Linked DNA regions of Zea mays: all the other regions are linked to region 2. Evidence: chromatin contacts called from public Hi-C data. All regions are on one chromosome and are shown on one strand. The core of a region is the stretch at or near the end of the contact, and the rest is flanking DNA. Distances in the headings are between cores, read along the strand shown.

Evidence for each region. A called contact is a pair of places that touch in the nucleus more often than the background predicts.
Region 1: a Hi-C map of bundle sheath shows a contact between it and region 2, with 3 times the contacts expected there. The contact joins the promoter of LOC103649505 here to the promoter of LOC103648309 in region 2. A contact is called at or near these places in 2 of 25 Hi-C or Micro-C datasets (bundle sheath and leaf).
Region 3: a Hi-C map of leaf mesophyll shows a contact between it and region 2, with 2.7 times the contacts expected there. The contact joins the promoter of LOC103648311 here to the promoter of LOC103648309 in region 2. A contact is called at or near these places in 10 of 25 Hi-C or Micro-C datasets (bundle sheath, ear, leaf and 4 more) and 1 of 3 datasets of contacts at active chromatin or transcription factors (leaf).

The regions. Positions count from the first base shown.
Region 1 is chr2:241,390,382-241,393,500 of Zm-B73-REFERENCE-NAM-5.0, forward strand. It overlaps LOC103649505, which reads right to left and starts at 1,724. Exons shown (of 5, transcript XR_004856553.1): 1 at 881-1,724; 2 at 675-757. It also overlaps the pseudogene LOC103648313.
Region 2 is chr2:241,644,970-241,648,213 of Zm-B73-REFERENCE-NAM-5.0, forward strand. LOC103648309 (L-type lectin-domain containing receptor kinase SIT2) reads left to right here and starts at 1,463. Exons shown (of 1, transcript XM_008672802.2): 1 at 1,463-3,244. The coding sequence starts at 2,020.
Region 3 is chr2:241,504,405-241,507,712 of Zm-B73-REFERENCE-NAM-5.0, forward strand. LOC103648311 (Formin-like protein 18) reads left to right here and starts at 1,770. Exons shown (of 2, transcript XM_008672804.4): 1 at 1,770-2,833; 2 at 2,918-3,308. The coding sequence starts at 2,136.

The sequences.
Region 1 (3,119 bases), core at 474-2,973, 250 kb before region 2:
CGCTGCGACGGCGGCGTGGCTTGCTTGTGCTTGTAGCTGGTGCCTGGGTCGGGGGCGTTGGCCGTCGGTGGATCTGTGGCTGTCAGCGGTGCCTTCTGCAGGTGGTGGGTCATGGTCGTGGGGCTGGGGGCGGATCTTGAGCCTCTCCGGGTAGATTCATCTCTCCGCCTCTCGTTTCGGCCTGTGGTGTGGTGTGGGCAGGGCCGGTTGGCTCCGTGCATTGGGGCCTGTATTTAACGTCTGATTGTTCTCTCTCATTACGAAGAAACTAACAAGTTTGTCTGATTCACTGGATGAGAAATTCGTCCTATCCATTTTGAATCCCAATGTACACTTGGTGATTCTTTTGCTTATTAGTTCCGCTACCATTTGTCTAGTTGCTGGCTGCTGCAAATTAAATAACACATAGTAACTGGTAACTGAAACTTTTCTTGGTATTGTTTTATCGGACTGGAGGAAACTTTACATTGGAGTTGTTAGTAACCAGCAGAAGTTGATGCTTTGTGCTCATTGGTATGGGCGGCAATGCTGCTTGTGCCCCTCTTGTTTGTAGTTGTAGCTGCTTGCTATAGCAGCTACTCTCTAGCTTACTGTTATACAAAATGTTTGACGCAAACTGATTGTAAGGCTAAAACTCAACTTAGCTCATGAACTGCCTAAAGTATAAACTCAACTTAGCTCATGAGGAGCGCGAGCATGACCACCTTGCTGAGGCAGCGCGGCTTGCGCTTCGGGTCCGACGACAGGTCCATGACTTCTGCAGTACAGGGACAGCGAGAATTTGAGTGGAAGTTAGGTTTCTGTTTCGTTTTTTATCGGGATTGCAGGAGCTACGGCGCAGCATAATTGCTACGCGTCGCAGCGAGAAGAAGCGGACCACCTGATAAGGACTAAGGAGGCGGAGCAGGATCTGGCGGCGGACCTCTGCGGTGGCTTGCTGCCTCGGGTGGCGGGCAGCATCGGGCGCCGGGCGGCCGGAGACTCCGCCAGCTCCGAGGATTGGATCGGTGCGCCTGCACGGCGGCCGGCCGGGCCAGGTAGAGTAGAAGACGGCGGCGCCCCGCCTCGCCGCTACTGTGCTTGCTGGTGCAGAGGCGCCGTATGGACTGGGAGACAGATCCAAGCCCAGCAGAGATGTCAATGGGGAATTCCCCACCGGGTTATAGCATACCAAACTCATCCCCATCATATTTGATCCATCCTCGTACTCATACTCATATCTATCATGGGTACAAAACTCATCTCATACCTATCCCTATTCGGGTTTCGAGTCCCCAATGGGTCCCCATCCCCAATTAAGGGATAATCGGGTACTAACATCTAGCACAAACTATCCAGATTTCATATATCACCACATCGACAAGCACTCATCTATGAACCATGATCCATTCATCTATCCATCAGAAAAAATCAGTACGTCAGGACCAATATAAGAAATGGAGTCTGCTGGGCTTGATGGCCGACTCGGCCTCAACTCATTCATATAAATAGGACATGTGTATACGTATGAAATATTCATGGGTAATCGGGTTCGGATTATTGCTTACCAAACTCATACCCGTTTACCCAATGAGTGGAGATTCTGTCCCATATCCATACCTATGGAGATAATTTTTGTCTCATACCCGTACCCTAATAGGGGAATTCCCCACGGGTTAGCGGGTATCGGGTCCCCATTGACATCTCTAAGCCAGCACTGCACAGAGTAGAGAGGAAAGCAAGGAGCGGAACTGGATTCGGGAACAAGCAAAGGGAGGTGGGCGTTCCGTGGTGGTCTGGTGGGTGGGGGATCGAGGTTGTTAAATGTTACTTCCTCCGTTTCTTTTTATTTGTCGCTGAATTTTGCAATATTCAGCGACAAATAAAAAGAAACAGAGGGAGTATAAATTAAGAATAAGGCAATATAATTATTAATGGTTAAACACATTTGAAGCATTATTTTCCCTTGGATATAATGATCCTCAGACGAATATTATAAAGGTCATACCTTCATCATTTTTATCATATAAGCATAAATGTAAATAGACAAATGAAAGAATACACAAGTATACGGAGGGATAAAGATAATAATTGTCATATACCAATGATTTATCATTATTATCATCTCTATTGAGCATGAATAAACATTGCCAATAGTTGTATTATAATTGTACTTTCGGCTTGCCAAAAGGTGTAAGAGCGAGAATGACGTGGGAGTGATTACAATCCAGCCTGAACAATACGGTACTACTGTTCATATATTTATAGGCACGGGACACAGCCCAAACAAAATTACATTCATGCCCTTGATATTTACTCGTAATTGTAATATAAATTATCACGGAATAAGTGGTCTTTTTCACCCTTTAAGTTGGTATTGTCCTTGGTCTTTGTTACCATATCAAGCCGAACCTCTCTGGCAATAGCTTCAGCGCTTACTCCTATCACCTTCGGGTTGCTCTTTTACGCCGCGTACACTTTCGCTATTAGAGAAGGTCTTTATCCAGGAGCCACTCCCTATAATAATCCATGTCCAACTGAAAACATATGGTTAGACGTTCTCTAGTGTCTAGTCTAGCTGTGGAATATAATGGAGGAGTACATGTCTTTTGATGAGTTTTGACAACTAGACAAACAATGTTGTTAGATGAAAATATGCACTCATACATATCTCAAACTAAATTAGGATGCATAGTGTTATTCGAAAATATGCCCAAAGCTAAGTGCACATAAGAAATTCGCTTTCAAGAGCACGTCGATCGACTGGCCTAGAGTGTGCTTGGTTCAGCGGTCTACTGCGAAAAAACAAAACCTCCTATGAGCTATCTATTATAAAAAATCTAATGACTTTGAAAAAAAATTAGAAGTTGTTTTGTTCAACCTGTTGTGAAACAATAGATTATATAAGATTTGTTTGTATTGTCTCTAAGATTGTTTATATGCAAATTAACCGCACTACAACGATTTTTGTGGTTGACTGTCATATATTTCATGAATATGGAAATGCATGCTTCACCATTAAAGATGCCACATGCATATTATTATTTTTACATATATTATTCTCCACCATGATCAATATGCATATGTTATTGTTTTGGAAGAGTTCAAACGATCGCCTGTAAGAGGTCTCGAATATATCT
Region 2 (3,244 bases), core at 213-2,712:
CTGCCGGGGGCGCGTGTCAGGATAAAGGTGTCAGGCCACCTCTGCGTTAAATGCTCCTGCAATTTGGTCAGTCGGTGTGGCGATTTAGTCAGGGTTGCTTCTGAGCGAAGCCAAGGCCTCGGGCGAGCCGGTGATGCGTCCGCCGTAAAAAGGGGGGCCTCGGGCGAGACGGAAGTCTCTCGAGGTCGGCTGCCCTTGGCCGAGGCTAGGCTTGGGTGAAGCGTGATCGAGTCACTCGTGACTTAATCGTACCCATCAGGCCTTTGCAGCTTTATGCTGATGGGGGTTACCAGCTGAGAATTAGGCGTCTTGAGGGTACCCCTAATTATGGTCCCCGACACATAGCTACACCACCCATTGTACACCTGGACCCTCTCCTTGCATCTATAAAAGGGAGGTTCAGGGCCTTCCTGCGGGAGGGTCGCGCGGAGGGACGAGCAAACGAACAGGCTCACTTTCTCTCTCGCGCGAACGCTTGTAACCCCTACTACGAGCACACCCCCTGGTGCGAGATAATACGAGCCGCGTTTTCCCCTTGTGTTTCGTCTCGAGCCAATCCATCTGGGCAGGGGCACGCAACGACAAATTTACTGGTTGGCTTAAGGACCCCCGGGTCCGAAACGCCGACAAAATAGTACTGGAATTTGATAACTAAAACTGTCTGTAAAAATTAGATGCCACCATAGGAGTTGTTTTTTACCCGTGGGTTGACCTAAATAAACCACCCAAAAAATAAAAAAAAAAGTAGCAGTCCGTCATGGAAAAAAAAGCATTTTCAATCTCATCAGGATGGCTCGTCCCAAACGAAACCGACAGCACGCAGGACGGCGGCGTCAACGGGGCAACCTTCAATAATCCTTATTACTACGTGAGAGCCAATTAAGCAACTAAGCACGCCATCTCGACGGCATCGATCTCCAGAAGATCGCGGCAGCTAGCGTATACATCTGCTAGCTCTATAGCGGCTCCTACACTGCAGAGCTGGAGGATAGAAAGAGACGAAGGCCATGTCGCTGTCAGGTCCAAATATACAAAGGCGTATCTACGTCGACGCAAAAGGGACCTCGCAACCAGTCACGCACGTCCGATCGAGCTTCGAGAGAGAGAGTTTCTTTGTATATTTTATTGTACGTACCAACTCGCGGTACAGGTCATGAAATTTCTGTGTAGCTACGCGTCTATAGTCTAGGTTAGTCTTGTGAAAACTACCGCGAGGCAAGAATACTCCCTAGATCACGCTACTGTGCTCCTTCCGTTTTTTTTATTTGTGGTATTGCCATTCTTTTTTATTTATCGTGTTTTGGTAAAAAATAAATCGAGAAGGGAGCCACTAGTTCAAAGAAAATATTCTTACATGAATTACGAAGACAAGATCACTATAAGTACCTCCAAACTATAATATGTTGACTGACACGAAAAATTTCATGCAATACAATTTATCGTATTTTGGCGGGATGTATTCAAGCGTTGTCATTTCCGACACACTTCTTTCTTTCTTTCTATAAACCCTTTTTTATTCCACCTTACCAATGCGAGTATTTATAACTCTAGCTCGTACCGGCAACTTGGAATAATAGAGCTTGAACTCGGAGAGCCAGTCAAGCTCTAGGGATATGCAATTGCAATGGCGAAAACATCCAAAACCAGCACGGCAGCAGGGCAGAAGAACAAAAGGACAAGCCTTGTCCTGTCCTGTGTAACCACCACGTTATGCTCCGGAGATCAAACTCAGATGACGCCCGCCACGCACATGTGCAGCACGAGACCGGTCACTGACGACTCCGGCCGGCCGGCGTCCACCGCTAGCTAGCTAGTCTTTGGTCGTCTGCTCGTCGCTTACAAGTTGCCTGCCGCTGCTGTAGCTGTAGCCGCCGGCCAGTCGCTGTTGTAGGTAATTCGTCAACGAAGAACGGAGTAAATAAGGCAGACTACTAGCAAACCACACCACAGTCATTAAAAGAACCGAGTATCAATCTCGATCTCGCTCGTAGTCCACAGACCCTGGCTCCTGGATCAGCGATGCCCTCCTTCCTCGTAGTAGCCTTCTTCGTCCTCCTCTGCCTCGGCCTCAACAACCTTCCGGCGCTCGGTGACGCCGGCGGCGGCAACGAGTACTCCTTCGTCTACTCTGGCTTCGGCGGCGCGACCGGTGCCAGCCTCGTCCTTGACGGCACGGCCACGGTCACCCGGGAAGGCGTCCTCAAGCTGACGAACGACGAGCAGGCCAACCTGAAAGGCCACGCGTTCCACCCGACTCCAGTCCAGTTCAGGGACTCCTCCTCCTCCTCCTCGCCCAATAATGGCACGGCGGCGGTGCGGTCCTTCTCCGCCACCTTCGTCTTCGCCATCATCTCCGCCTCCACCTACTGGAGCAGCGACGGCATGGCCTTCGTCGTCTCCCCGGGGAAGGACCTCTCGGGCGCGTCGTCCGCGCAGTACCTGGGCTTGCTCAACAGCACGAGCGACGGCCCCGGCGCCGCCGCCAGCAACCACGTGCTCGCCGTGGAGCTCGACACGGTGATGAACGTGGAGTTCCAGGACATCGACAACAACCACGTCGGCGTCGACGTCAACACCCTCTCCTCCGTCCACTCTCGCGCCGCTGCCTTCTACGACGACGACACGGAAGGAGGAGGAGGAGGTGCGTGGAAGAACTTGACGCTCAGCAGCGGCGACGCCATGCAGGTCTGGATAGACTACGACGGGGAGGCCAAGCAGCTCAACGTGACGCTGGCTCCCATCGCCACGAGAGGGGTGAAGCCATCGCGGCCGCTGCTCTCCAACGTCACCGACCTCTCCGCCGTGCTCGCTGCCCAAGCGTCGTACGTCGGCTTCTCCGCCGCGACGGGGCCCATCCCTTCCCAGCACTGCGTGCTCGCCTGGAGCTTCGCGGTGGACGGCCCGGCTCCGCCCATCGACTTCAGCAAGGTCCCGAAGCTGCCCGACGACACCGCCGGCCGCCGCGAGGCTCTGGTCAGGGAGCTGGAGATCGCGCTGCCGGTGGCGGCGTTCGTCTTGGTCCTCGCCACCTGCGTCACCGTCGTCCTGCTGGTCCGGAGGCACCTGACGTACGCCGAGCTGCGAGAGGACTGGGAGGTCGAGTTCGGCCCGCACCGGTTCGCGTACCGGGAGCTGTTCCGCGCGACGGACGGGTTCAAGAGCAAGCACCTGCTCGGCGCCGGCGGGTTCGGCAAGGTGTTCAAGGGGGTGCTGTCCAAGTCCGGCACGGAGGTCGCCGTGAAGC
Region 3 (3,308 bases), core at 520-3,019, 140 kb before region 2:
ATGCCAACCTTATAGTTTTACTTCCTAGGCCTATTTCCCCTTATGTCCATATATGTTTGTAACATGAGCGATATTCAAAAGCGAGGACACCATTTCATTAGGTTTTTATGTGTATGGAAAGACTAAAATCATAAGGTTATGCTTTACATGTCGAACAAATGTCATTATACAATGTACGCATGCTATTGATTGAATTTGTGTGTATTAGTAAATCTTGGTTGATCGCCTTTTATCGGTGCAATCTAATGACTCCATTAGTCGTAACATGTGAAACGCCAAAAAACGTTACGTGTTATTATGCTAGCTACATGGACAACCTAGGAACCAACAACGCGCGGTAGGTGGGAGATTTTCCTTTTTAGAACTCGTATCTTCTAGTTTAGAATTCTATAAAAGAATTGAAAAAAAATTAGAGAAAGATCGATCTTCCAGATAATGTGAATTAATTAATAAAAAGATTGCACATTGTGATATGGTTCCAACACAACTTCAATATAATACTCAGGAGAAATGTCCTCATTTGCCAAAATAGAATCTCTAAAGATTGAGTAAATAAATGGACCATATTAATTTTGCATATCTCACAGTGGCCATAATATATATGAGATAGATATCGACTAATAATAATAAAACACTGAGCATCAGTATTCCCACAACCTCTATATAAATAAATAGTTATGTAGTGTACTGATCCATCGAACTATATCCTACTAGCGTAGGTCTACTACTACCCTCCCGTTTGACACTAAGAACCCAAAGAGAGCCATGGATCCCTACAAGGATATCGAATCAATAGACAACGAGCCCTTTGTTTCTCCGTTGCATGAAGCGCTGAGAGGCACTGTAGCAATGCCGCCCTTCGTAGGTTCAACACTGCACAACCAACCTAGTAGTACTACTGTCCACACACCACAAGAACCTACAAATTTCGTCTACCCATACCAAGCGGTTGAACCGACATCGTCGCTGCCATTAGCCTATAACCATACTACGGCCGCTACTAGCGAGAACCCAATCATCTCCGCCGCCGGCCCATTTCATTCCATGCTCTCGGCAAGCAGCTCATCAACAAGCAGCAACCATCAGAACACACTGTTGTTTCCAGAGCCAAATTTCGTGACGACGCCAGTAAGCGACTACCTCAGCTTATCTGATTCCATGAGGATCAGGTCTATGGATCCACCACCACCCATCACACTCTTGCTCCAAGGTAACCCCCTCGCGGTTCTCCATGCGCACTTTAATACCGTCGATGAGGTAGGCGACCTCGGCCCGGTCTTCGAGCGACCTGCGCAGCAGCAGGTGGTGCAGAGAATGCCGCCGCGCACCGCACTGGAGAATAATGGTAGAGGAGGAGGGCGACATGAATACGTGTGCAAGATCTGCTCCACGAGGTTCTTCTCGGCGCAAGCATTCGGCGGCCACATGAGCCACCACAGCAAAGTCAAGGCGAAGGAAGCTAAATTCATATAGCTTAAACCGGTGCGGTGCGGAGAGATTATATGAGGGACTAAAGTGTTGCGGTTGTTTCGGTACCGATTACGAGTGGGTTTTTTTTTTTAATTTCACAAGCCAATAATCTGATGTGCGGTGGCATATGGAACGATTTATCTGTGGTTTTTTGCGGTGATGTGTGGTGCTTCATGTTTTTGGTAATAATACATTATTATGTATCCTGTTCAAATCATGTATTTTAATCTAGTGATTTTATCAGTGGAAGATTGTCTCTTACCAAGTTAGTTCGATTCTCGTTGCATCGATCTGCTTGTCTAGCCACGTACTCCAGCTTTAGTATGTGTAGGACACGACCTCCCCTCCCCTGCAGGCTCACCGGCACCGTGAGCCCACGAACTGCGGCTTCCGTCGCTGAGAGAGTACTCCCTCGCTGCCGTCGCCGCCGTCAAGTGAAATGAGGGAGAAGAACCGGAGAAAGTGGGCACGTGTGCGGGATCCAGGCTGGCCGTGGCCTATGATCCCTCGTCACCACTCCTTCCCTTGGTCCCCACCATCGCGAAACTGAAAACGCACCACACCACCAGCCAGCCAGCCAGCCTTTCCTCTCCCTCTCTGGCCATTGCCTCGCCATCGCGTCGGACGGGACCGAGGAGGAGGCCTGCCGTGCCGTGCCGCGGGCGATGGACCCGTGCCCGTTCGTGCGGGTGCTGGTCGGCAACCTGGCGCTGAAGATGCCAGCATCGGCGTCGCCGGCGACCCCGCGCGCGTCCGGCTCCGGCGTGCACCCGACCGCGGCGCGCTGCCACTGCCGCATCCGCCTCAACAAGATGCCCTACCAGACGGCGTCCGCGCCGCTGCTGCCGGCCACGGAGGACGGCCCGGCGTCGTGCACGGCCGCCTTCGCCGCCGCCTTCCACGTCTCCAAGGCCGACCTGGACCGGGCCGCCGCCAGGCCGGCCGCGGCGCTGCTCCTCGCCGCGCGCCGCCGCCGCACCGCGCGCCTCAAGGTGGCCGTGTACGCCGGCCGCGGCGGGGGCGTGAGCGCGTCCTGCGGCGGCGGCGGCGCCACGTCGGGTAGGCTGCTCGGCAAGGTCGTCCTCCCGCTCGACCTCAGGGCTGCCATGGCCAAGCCCGTCGTATTCCACAGCGGCTGGGTCGCCGTCGGCAGCCGCCGCGGCAAGGCGGCGGCGGCGGCCTCCTCCTCCGCGCGCGCGCAGCTCAGCATCACCGTCCGCGCCGAGCCTGACCCCAGGTTCGTGTTCCAGTTCGACGGCGAGCCCGAGTGCAGCCCGCAGGTGCTCCAGGTGAAGGGCAGCATGAAGCAGCCCATGTTCACGTGCAGGTTCTCCTGCCGCAGCAGCAGCGACCTGCGCTCGCGGTCAGTCAGTATAGCAATCCCCACTGCATGCATCCATTTCTTCATCGATATGATATGATCCTATCCATCCATCCATCCATCTAGGTCCGTGCAGTCTGATCCGGGCGCGCGCAACTGGCTGGCGAAGCTGGGGTCGGAGCGCGAGCGCGCGGGGAAGGAGCGCAAGGGGTGGTCGGTGACGGTGCACGACCTGTCGGGGTCGCCGGTGGCGCTGGCGTCGATGGTGACGCCGTTCGTGGCGTCCCCGGGTACGGACCACGTGAGCCGGTCCAGCCCGGGCGCCTGGCTCATCCTGCGCCCCGCGGACGGGACCTGGGCGCCGTGGGGCCGCCTCGAGTGCTGGCGCGGGCGCGGCGACACCCTCGGCTACCGCTTCGAGCTGGTGCCCGGCCACGCCACGGGGGGCGCCGGCGTCTGCGTCGCCGAGGCCAGCGTCCCGGCCTCCCGCGGCGGGCGCTTCGCCATCGACCTCACG